3 separate regions of the Gossypium hirsutum genome follow, and regions 2 and 3 are each linked to region 1. Evidence: chromatin contacts called from public Hi-C data. All regions are on one chromosome and are shown on one strand. Each heading gives the region's core, a stretch centred on a gene start, on an enhancer-like site or on the middle of the called end of the contact. The rest is flanking DNA. Distances are from core to core; before and after follow the strand shown.

What was found. A called contact is a pair of places that touch in the nucleus more often than the background predicts.
Region 2: a contact with region 1 is called in a Hi-C map of leaf, with 2.0 times the contacts expected there. The contact joins the promoter of LOC107891229 here to the promoter of LOC107891281 in region 1. A contact is called at or near these places in 2 of 34 Hi-C or Micro-C datasets (hypocotyl and leaf).
Region 3: a Hi-C map of leaf shows a contact between it and region 1, with 2.7 times the contacts expected there. The contact joins the promoter of LOC107891240 here to the promoter of LOC107891281 in region 1. A contact is called at or near these places in 4 of 34 Hi-C or Micro-C datasets (all in leaf).

The regions. Positions count from the first base shown.
Region 1 is chrA11:93,061,402-93,063,956 of Gossypium_hirsutum_v2.1, reverse strand. LOC107891281 (cationic amino acid transporter 4, vacuolar) reads left to right here and starts at 1,271. Exons shown (of 14, transcript XM_016816038.2): 1 at 1,271-1,640; 2 at 2,034-2,235; 3 at 2,332-2,416; 4 at 2,510-2,555. The coding sequence starts at 1,481. LOC107891302 (BTB/POZ and MATH domain-containing protein 4) reads left to right here. Exons shown (of 4, transcript XM_016816055.2): 4 at 1-43.
Region 2 is chrA11:92,635,887-92,638,441 of Gossypium_hirsutum_v2.1, reverse strand. It overlaps LOC107891229, which reads right to left and starts at 1,271. Exons shown (of 4, transcript XM_016815961.2): 1 at 1,121-1,271; 2 at 596-830; 3 at 439-494. The coding sequence starts at 1,162.
Region 3 is chrA11:92,662,262-92,664,816 of Gossypium_hirsutum_v2.1, reverse strand. LOC107891240 reads left to right here and starts at 1,286. Exons shown (of 7, transcript XM_041081539.1): 1 at 1,286-1,727; 2 at 2,166-2,512.

The DNA.
Region 1 (2,555 bases), core at 22-2,521:
TGTCTGTGACTAAGTTACCTTTGCAATGTACTTATGTTGGGCACATGCTACAGTATAATTTGCTCTTTAGGTTTGTATAAAAATATTAAATAAATAATCTTAAAAAAGAAAACAAAAAATCCATTGAAAATCATGTTTACCAACCATAAAGTATTACTGTATGTAAATATATGCGTGTTGATTCTCATGTTGTCGCTTGTAAGAACCTAGACGGATTCAGTGATTAGGTTCAGAAAGCAGCTCTTTTATTCTTTCCTTTAAAACAAGAAAATCCTTTGAAGCGATTGATTGGATCTTTGGCTAAAGTATTTTATAGGCCTCACTTTCACTTTTGTAATTTTATATACAAACAAACTATACATGATAGAAGGCTTGATGTTTTCCAATTTTAAAAGCTTAAATTTTACTTTTTTTTTTTTAATTTTAAAAGTTGTATCCAAACTGTAAGTACTAGTTTCTTGCATAGAATATTTTAGGTGTCGAATAATGATGATCCAAAAAATAATTTGGAGTCACGAGTCAATTAGATAATGATGAGTTTACTTTTATTTTATAAAGTAAATTATAATATTTTGAAAATATTTTTGTTATTTTATATATTTTATATTGAAAAATAGAAATATGAATAAATATAATAAGATTTAAATTCAAACCCCAATATTTTTTAGTAATTATATTTTTATCATTTAACCAAAATTTCATATATTATTTTTATATATATTTTATAAATATATGTATTACATAATTTCTTTTTTCACTATGAAATAAGCCAAAATATAATTTCAATTATATATATTACATATATATATATCAAATTATGCGATACATAACAGATTATGTGTTTCATTACATAAGCATGTAGTTTTCACTTTCACATTCCTCAATTACCAGTATTAGTAATATATATATATTTCATATTAATATAATAAAAAGTACTCAAAAATATATATAGTAAATTTTTTTATAGATAAAATAAAAATAAATTGTTTTAACTTTATAAAAAAAGATATCATATATTTATTTATTCTGTAATTAAAAATTAGTTATCATTAAGTATCAATACTTAAAAAGGCTATTTCATAATTATTTTGATGGAGTTGTACAATATTAAATTGTGAATGGTATTTCAACAAGAAGAAAATTGTAATTGACAAAAAAAAAAAAAACAAAAATTTAACTGATGTTATCGCATTAATGCTGTTTTAATGGTTTCTTTGTTTAGATTGGATGGGGATATAAATATGAAGACTCTTTTACACGTAACCACGACGTGTTCGCCCCATATTTAGACCAAAGCTGTTATCTCTCTGCCTCTCAGTTATCTCCAAAAAGTCAAAAACCTTTCTTCTTTCTAATTCTTTAACATTATTTGTCATATGGGTTTCCTGTAAATTCATCAAAAGCTCTTTCTTTTTATTCTCTACTAATAAAATTTTCACCCAACAAAACAGGAAGTAAACAAAAGGAATTTTTTTGAAGTATGATTGTTAGTATGCAAGACAAGGGTGAAGCACTACTTTCAAAGTGTTCAAAGGGTTTCAAAAGCTTAGTTAGAAGAAAACAAGTTGATTCGGTCCATGTAAGGAGAGAAGGTCACCAATTAGCCAGGAAACTAACTGCTCTTGACCTCACTGCCATTGGTATTCCTGCTATTAATTTGCTTCAATTTGTACTTCTGCTATTTGGGTTTATTTTATTTTATTTTTTGTTCATCTTATCTCATATTTTCATTTGATATATATATATATTCTGGTTTTATAGGCATTTCAGTTTATTCCTGTGCTCTCCTGTTTTATTGGTTTTTGTTTTGAAGCAAAAGTGTTGGTTGTTTCTCTGAAAATTTGGTCTTTAGTGCAGTTTTAGTCATGGAGATGGAACCAGGGTGACTGAATACTGAGCTTGTTGAATGTGGGGGTGATGGGTGTTTGTTGGTTTTCTTTAAGGATTTTAATTCATGTTTGGAGCTATAGCGGTAGTCGTTTTAGATGTTTCATACACATTGACATTTGTTAAATGAATGTTGTATTAATCAGGAGTAGGGACAACCATTGGAGCTGGGGTATATGTTCTTGTTGGAACAGTTGCTAGAGAGCACACAGGACCTGCTCTTACTGTTTCATTTCTCATTGCCGGACTAGCTGCCGCACTCTCCGCATTTTGTTATGCAGAGCTTGCTAGTCGTTGCCCATCTGCTGGGAGTGCATATCATTATACCTATATATGCATAGGGGAAAGGTAAACTAAAATCATTGGATCATTTTATATTTTCCAGTTTTTCTATATAATTGCATCTGATTTCGGTTTGTAAGGTAAGAATGTGGTTACTTGCAGTGTTGCTTGGTTGATCGGTTGGTCTTTGATTCTAGAATACACAATTGGTGGTGCTGCTATTGCTGGTGGCATATCACCCAATATAGTGAGGATTTACTTCTAAAATTTTGGCATAATACTGTAATTTATTACCTCACTTGAGCGAATGTTGTAAGATCTTCATTGCTGTGTGTTTCAGGCCTTATTTTTGGGAGGTGAAGGTAATCTGCCTGCCTTTTTGGTTC
Region 2 (2,555 bases), core at 22-2,521, 430 kb after region 1:
TCCAGATTTTTATTGTTAAAAATATAATCTAGTTTGATGTTTATAATAAGCATATATTTGTTGAAAATTATATGAATTTGTATGGTTATTTGAAAATATTAAAAACTTTGAAACAAAATTGATTTCTCATTACTAATTTCCAGTAACGGCAACTAGATCATGAGGAAATAGCACCTCAAAAAGGAAGGTTTTCAAATTGGCATTCCCTTTTTACAACACTTCATCCATGTAATGACACAACCACTATAATTCCAAACTAGTCTTAGAACTGCAGATATGCAACTGAAGACGTAAAGCAGCTCAGCGGAGGCATGTAATGCTTACAAAATTTTATTTCTTCTTTGTCATGAAAACATTAATCAAATCATCCTGACAATTGTTCAATCTGAAAACCGCTTGACAACATACATTAAAGGAAATGCTAGAGGATGTTATTACCTTTCCATTAGGGAGCTGTGTCGGAAATCCCCGAACATGTTTGCCTTTTCCAATGCCTAAACAGGAAACACGGACAAGGATGTAAGCAAATGAGAACCTACACAATCCCAACACCCAAAAGCATAATTATACTTTAATCTGATAAGAAGTCAAGTACCAGGAAAATCCATTTCATTAACAGTTTGCAAATTCCAACCATTGCCATAATTCACAAGAACAGCATCAGGGCCAAAAATAATGGGTTCCTCCCCTTCTCTAAAGGATTCAATATGCAAGGCAACCGGAGCTCCGATACCCAACTTTCTATTTATCAATGACACTGCAAATCCGGCCTTAGTGCCGGCTGCAAACCGGGTTTTCTTGCCGGAACTTTTGCATAAAACCTCTAAATACTACACATTCGAACACAAATAAATAAATGATAATCGATTTGACTGCTTCCGGAAAGTAAAATCAGCATAAAAAATCGTGTTTTTTATGGAACATGTAGTGTATTAACAAAACCCATTGATAAACTAGCATCAAAATTCAAATTTTCGAATCAATTTCACAGTTATAGGAGATAATTGCCATCCCCCCACCAGCGGCAGCATTTGTCGACATGCATGAACTTAAACATATATACATGGAAAAGAAAAATACACAGAATTTAAGATAAATGAAGAGAAAAAAGATAGTTTACTGGAGGAGGCTTTGGGGAATTGGCTTGTTCAGCTTCTGACATGGATGGGGATCGGAGAAACAGGGAAGAAACAGCTGCGAACGAGTTGACATCAATTTTAAATTAGTTTATCAAGAAAAATATAATAGTAGTGTTCACGAAAGCCCATTGAATCTCAAATCTAGCCCAAAAATCCATTTCTTCCTAAAAAAATCCAAATCCTTGCATCAAATTTTTAAAATTTTTAATTTTTTTAAATTATAATTTTTAAAATGCATGCTTTAAAAATACTAATATTTATAATTATTTTGTTTGGATTTTTAAAAAAAAAAATAAGTTATTGAAATTTCATAAACTAACAATAAAAGAAATAATGATATTGACAATTAAAATGTGGATACACGCACAGAAATATATTTAATAACATAAAACATATTAAATTTTAAATCAAATAAATATTTGTTGAGTATTATTTTCGTTGTGTCGCATTAAAGAGGACAATCGATTATTTATATACATGGTTACTGTTCATAGAATTGACGGTTTTAGTAAACTCTATGCATGTTGGACATGTGTAACTCCTTGGGTATATGAGAGCTGAGACCGCGAGCTCTCCTTGCTGACTTCATACTCTAAAGCTTGCACGCATCAATCTGGTAAGGCCTAGCCTAGTCGCAGGTAGGCAACCCGGACCTTATCTGGTTTTCGGGTTGGAGATCATAAGTATATAACAATCTAGCCCCCCTATTGGGTTTAAGGAGGGCTATTAAGTGACACTCCTTAGAGCCATCACTTCGATTTATACAGCTTGCAGAATACGCAGTGACCACTGGAACATGACGTTAACTTCGCCACTTGTACGAGTCAATCGCACCTATTTGTATCTAACTGTTAGCACTCCTCGGTTATTTGAACCGTCAAAATACGGGGAAGAGAAACTTCCTTAAAGGGGTTTTTGAAACCCTAAACTTACAATTTTAACATTTTTTACAACCAGGCTCGATTGAAGCTTTCTTCAAGGTAAATCTTGGTAACATCCTCGTCTTAGATTTTAACTTTCTTCTATCTTTTTTTTCTTCTTTTTCTACATCAGAAATATGTCGAGAATGAAGGGGCTAATGGTCGAATAATTCCCCATTACCCACCACGAAAGCGTGCTTTTGAAAATCTTTGTAAAAGCTAACTTCTTCATTTCACTACAAAAGAAAAAGAAATGAGTCGAGCTTTGGGCGCACAGGGGATTCAAAACCTTAATTTTGCTTATGAATTCTCCATTCCTGATGGGCTACACAGGCTTATTGATACTAGTGACAACAGCTTCTTGCTACCCATCCATGCTCTAGAAGTCGGGTTCTACTTGCCCTTACATTCGTTATTCTGTCATCTCCTTCAAGAGTACCAGATTGCTCATTGTCTACTCTGTGGGTTCTCCTGGTGGATCACAGTGGCTTATTTT
Region 3 (2,555 bases), core at 37-2,536, 400 kb after region 1:
TGACTTTATAAACAATATAAATTAACTACACCATTCACTTAGCTATGGGAAAGTTAATTTCATTTTAGTTACTTAATTATGAAAAGTTACACTTTGATAACCAAACTATTTAATTAGAAGTTTTCATTTAATTAAGTTACAAAGCTATTAAAATCAATGTTATGGCTTTTTCTAAACCCTAACCCCTAACCCCTTAAATCAACAACATTTTAGCCCTCAGACCCTAAATCTCTAATCATAAACCCCTAAAACTAAAAACACTGATCAATAACTCTTTAAACACTAGACCCTAAATCTCAAATCATAAACTCTTAAAACTCCAACCACTAAACCCCAAGCCTTAAAACTAATCTCTAATCATAAACCCCTAAAACTAAAAACACTGATCAATAACTCTTTAAACACTAGACCCTAAATCTCAAATCATAAACTCATAAACTATAGATCATAAATCCCAAACCCTAAACTATAAACCATAAATCATAAACTCTTAAATCATAAACCCTAAAATCTAAAAAATAAATTTCATATGGATATTAAGTATATATATATGTTCATGGTCTAGGATTTAGGGTTTATGGTTTAGGATTTGGGATTTAATTTTTAGTGTTTAGGGGTAAATATGGTGAACTACTTGTGTATCTTGGATTTTTTTTATAATATAAATCTAAATAAGATAAATATAAATTATTATTTTTTTTAAAAATATATCAAAATGGGTTAAATCCCAAAAGCATACATGAACAATGGTTCAGTGTGCAATTGTATACATGCATGAACTTTAATTTGATCCAGTTCTTGTAAATTATTAACACAATTATTGATATAACATCATTTTATATTTATATATTCAATATTCAATATATTGATGTATTTATACTTAAAAGAATAATACTTGTATTGCTTTGTCATTTTGTATTTTTTTTAATTCATCGATTCCATTTTATTTCTATTAAAGTTTCATTTTGTATTTTATATGTTAGTTTAAAAATGATAAAATCTTCAAAAAATTTAAAAATTTAAAAATTAAAAATTTAAAAATTAAAAACTTAAAATTTTAATATTTAATATTTTAGTCCATATTTCAGTTAAAAAGATCAATATTCAAAATTTAAAAAAATAAAAATTCTAAAAAATGATAATCTCAGTATAAAAATTTTAAAAGAAAAAAATAGAAAAAAATATTAAAATGAAGAAAATAAAATTAAACAATAGTGGCCTTTTTTGGAAAAAAACACCACAAAAAATTGAGTTATAGTGGCATTTTTTATGAAAACGCCGCAAAAAGTTGAGATACACTTTCCATCTAAATCGCGTCGTTTTATTTTCACCCCCTCCCCTATATCCCCAGTTTTGTGCTGCTAAAAACCCTGATTCTATTCCCTTTCGTTTCATCGATCAAAATCCCCTTCTCATAAATTTTCTCTCTTGAAGATTTCATGCCTACCCACCTTTAATCTCAACCAACGGAAGAGACGCGGTGTGCAATTTGACTGTTCCAATTTCCTTTTCAACATTCAATTAAAACCCTAGCCTCTTCCTTTTGCTTCTATCGGGAGGGGGGGAGGGAATCATGTCTTTCGATCTCATATGCTGAAGCCGTCCTGCAGCTGCTTCGGATTCTTCCAAGATCTGTACGGCTGAGGACCAAAAGAAGAAAGATGATGAGGATCTGGTGAGTGGCTGTTCGGGATTTCGCCCTCGCTGATTCTCTACACCGCAAATCTGTACGCTCTTCCCTTTCTTCATTTTATTTCCTTTTGAAAAATAAATTTTTAAATCTATATTCAAATTTTAATTCTTTTTATTCTAATATAAATTATTTAATTTCTTGTTTATCTTCGTCTTCAATTTCGTGTAAGTATATAAAATTATTATGGATTTCTCTTTATTTTTAATTTTTTTTATCTTTGGTGCTTTAGTTTCAGTAATTGATTTGCAGTTCTTATTAATTTCAATGGCGGTTTTAATTGCTTGTTCCTTCGATTAGTTTGTTTGATTTAGTTAAGGTTTGATCTCTTTTATGTTATAAGTTTTGATAATTATGCGATTTAAGTTATAAACGAACATAAGTGAACCGTTAATCAAACGCGTTATTCATTTACAACCCTAGTTAACACTATGGTCTCAGTAAGGCGACTAATAGTTTAGTTCGTCTTTTGTAGATGCTATTCACGTCTTTGCTCTCCTTTCCCTCGCTTGACATTAGCATTTTGTATTGAATCAAAATGCATGGTTAGGATTTGACATTTTGCCGACTACTGCATCAAATTACTTCAGTCTTGATTTGGTTTCCAGTTAGACTCTGGGATAGAAGAGATGGCAGTGAACCAGACAGCGGCGTTGAAGGTGGGGTTGTGTCTATTGGGCCTCTGTTTATTCGGCTACATAGTGGGTCCACCTTTGTATTGGCATTTCATGGAAGGGTTAGTAGCCTTCAGCTACACTTCCAACACTTGCCCACCTTGCCTTTGTGATTTCTCTTCTCAGCCTCTTCTCACAATCCCTGAAGGTATTCCCAACTTTTATTTCTATTTTGCTTTTGATTGTTCACT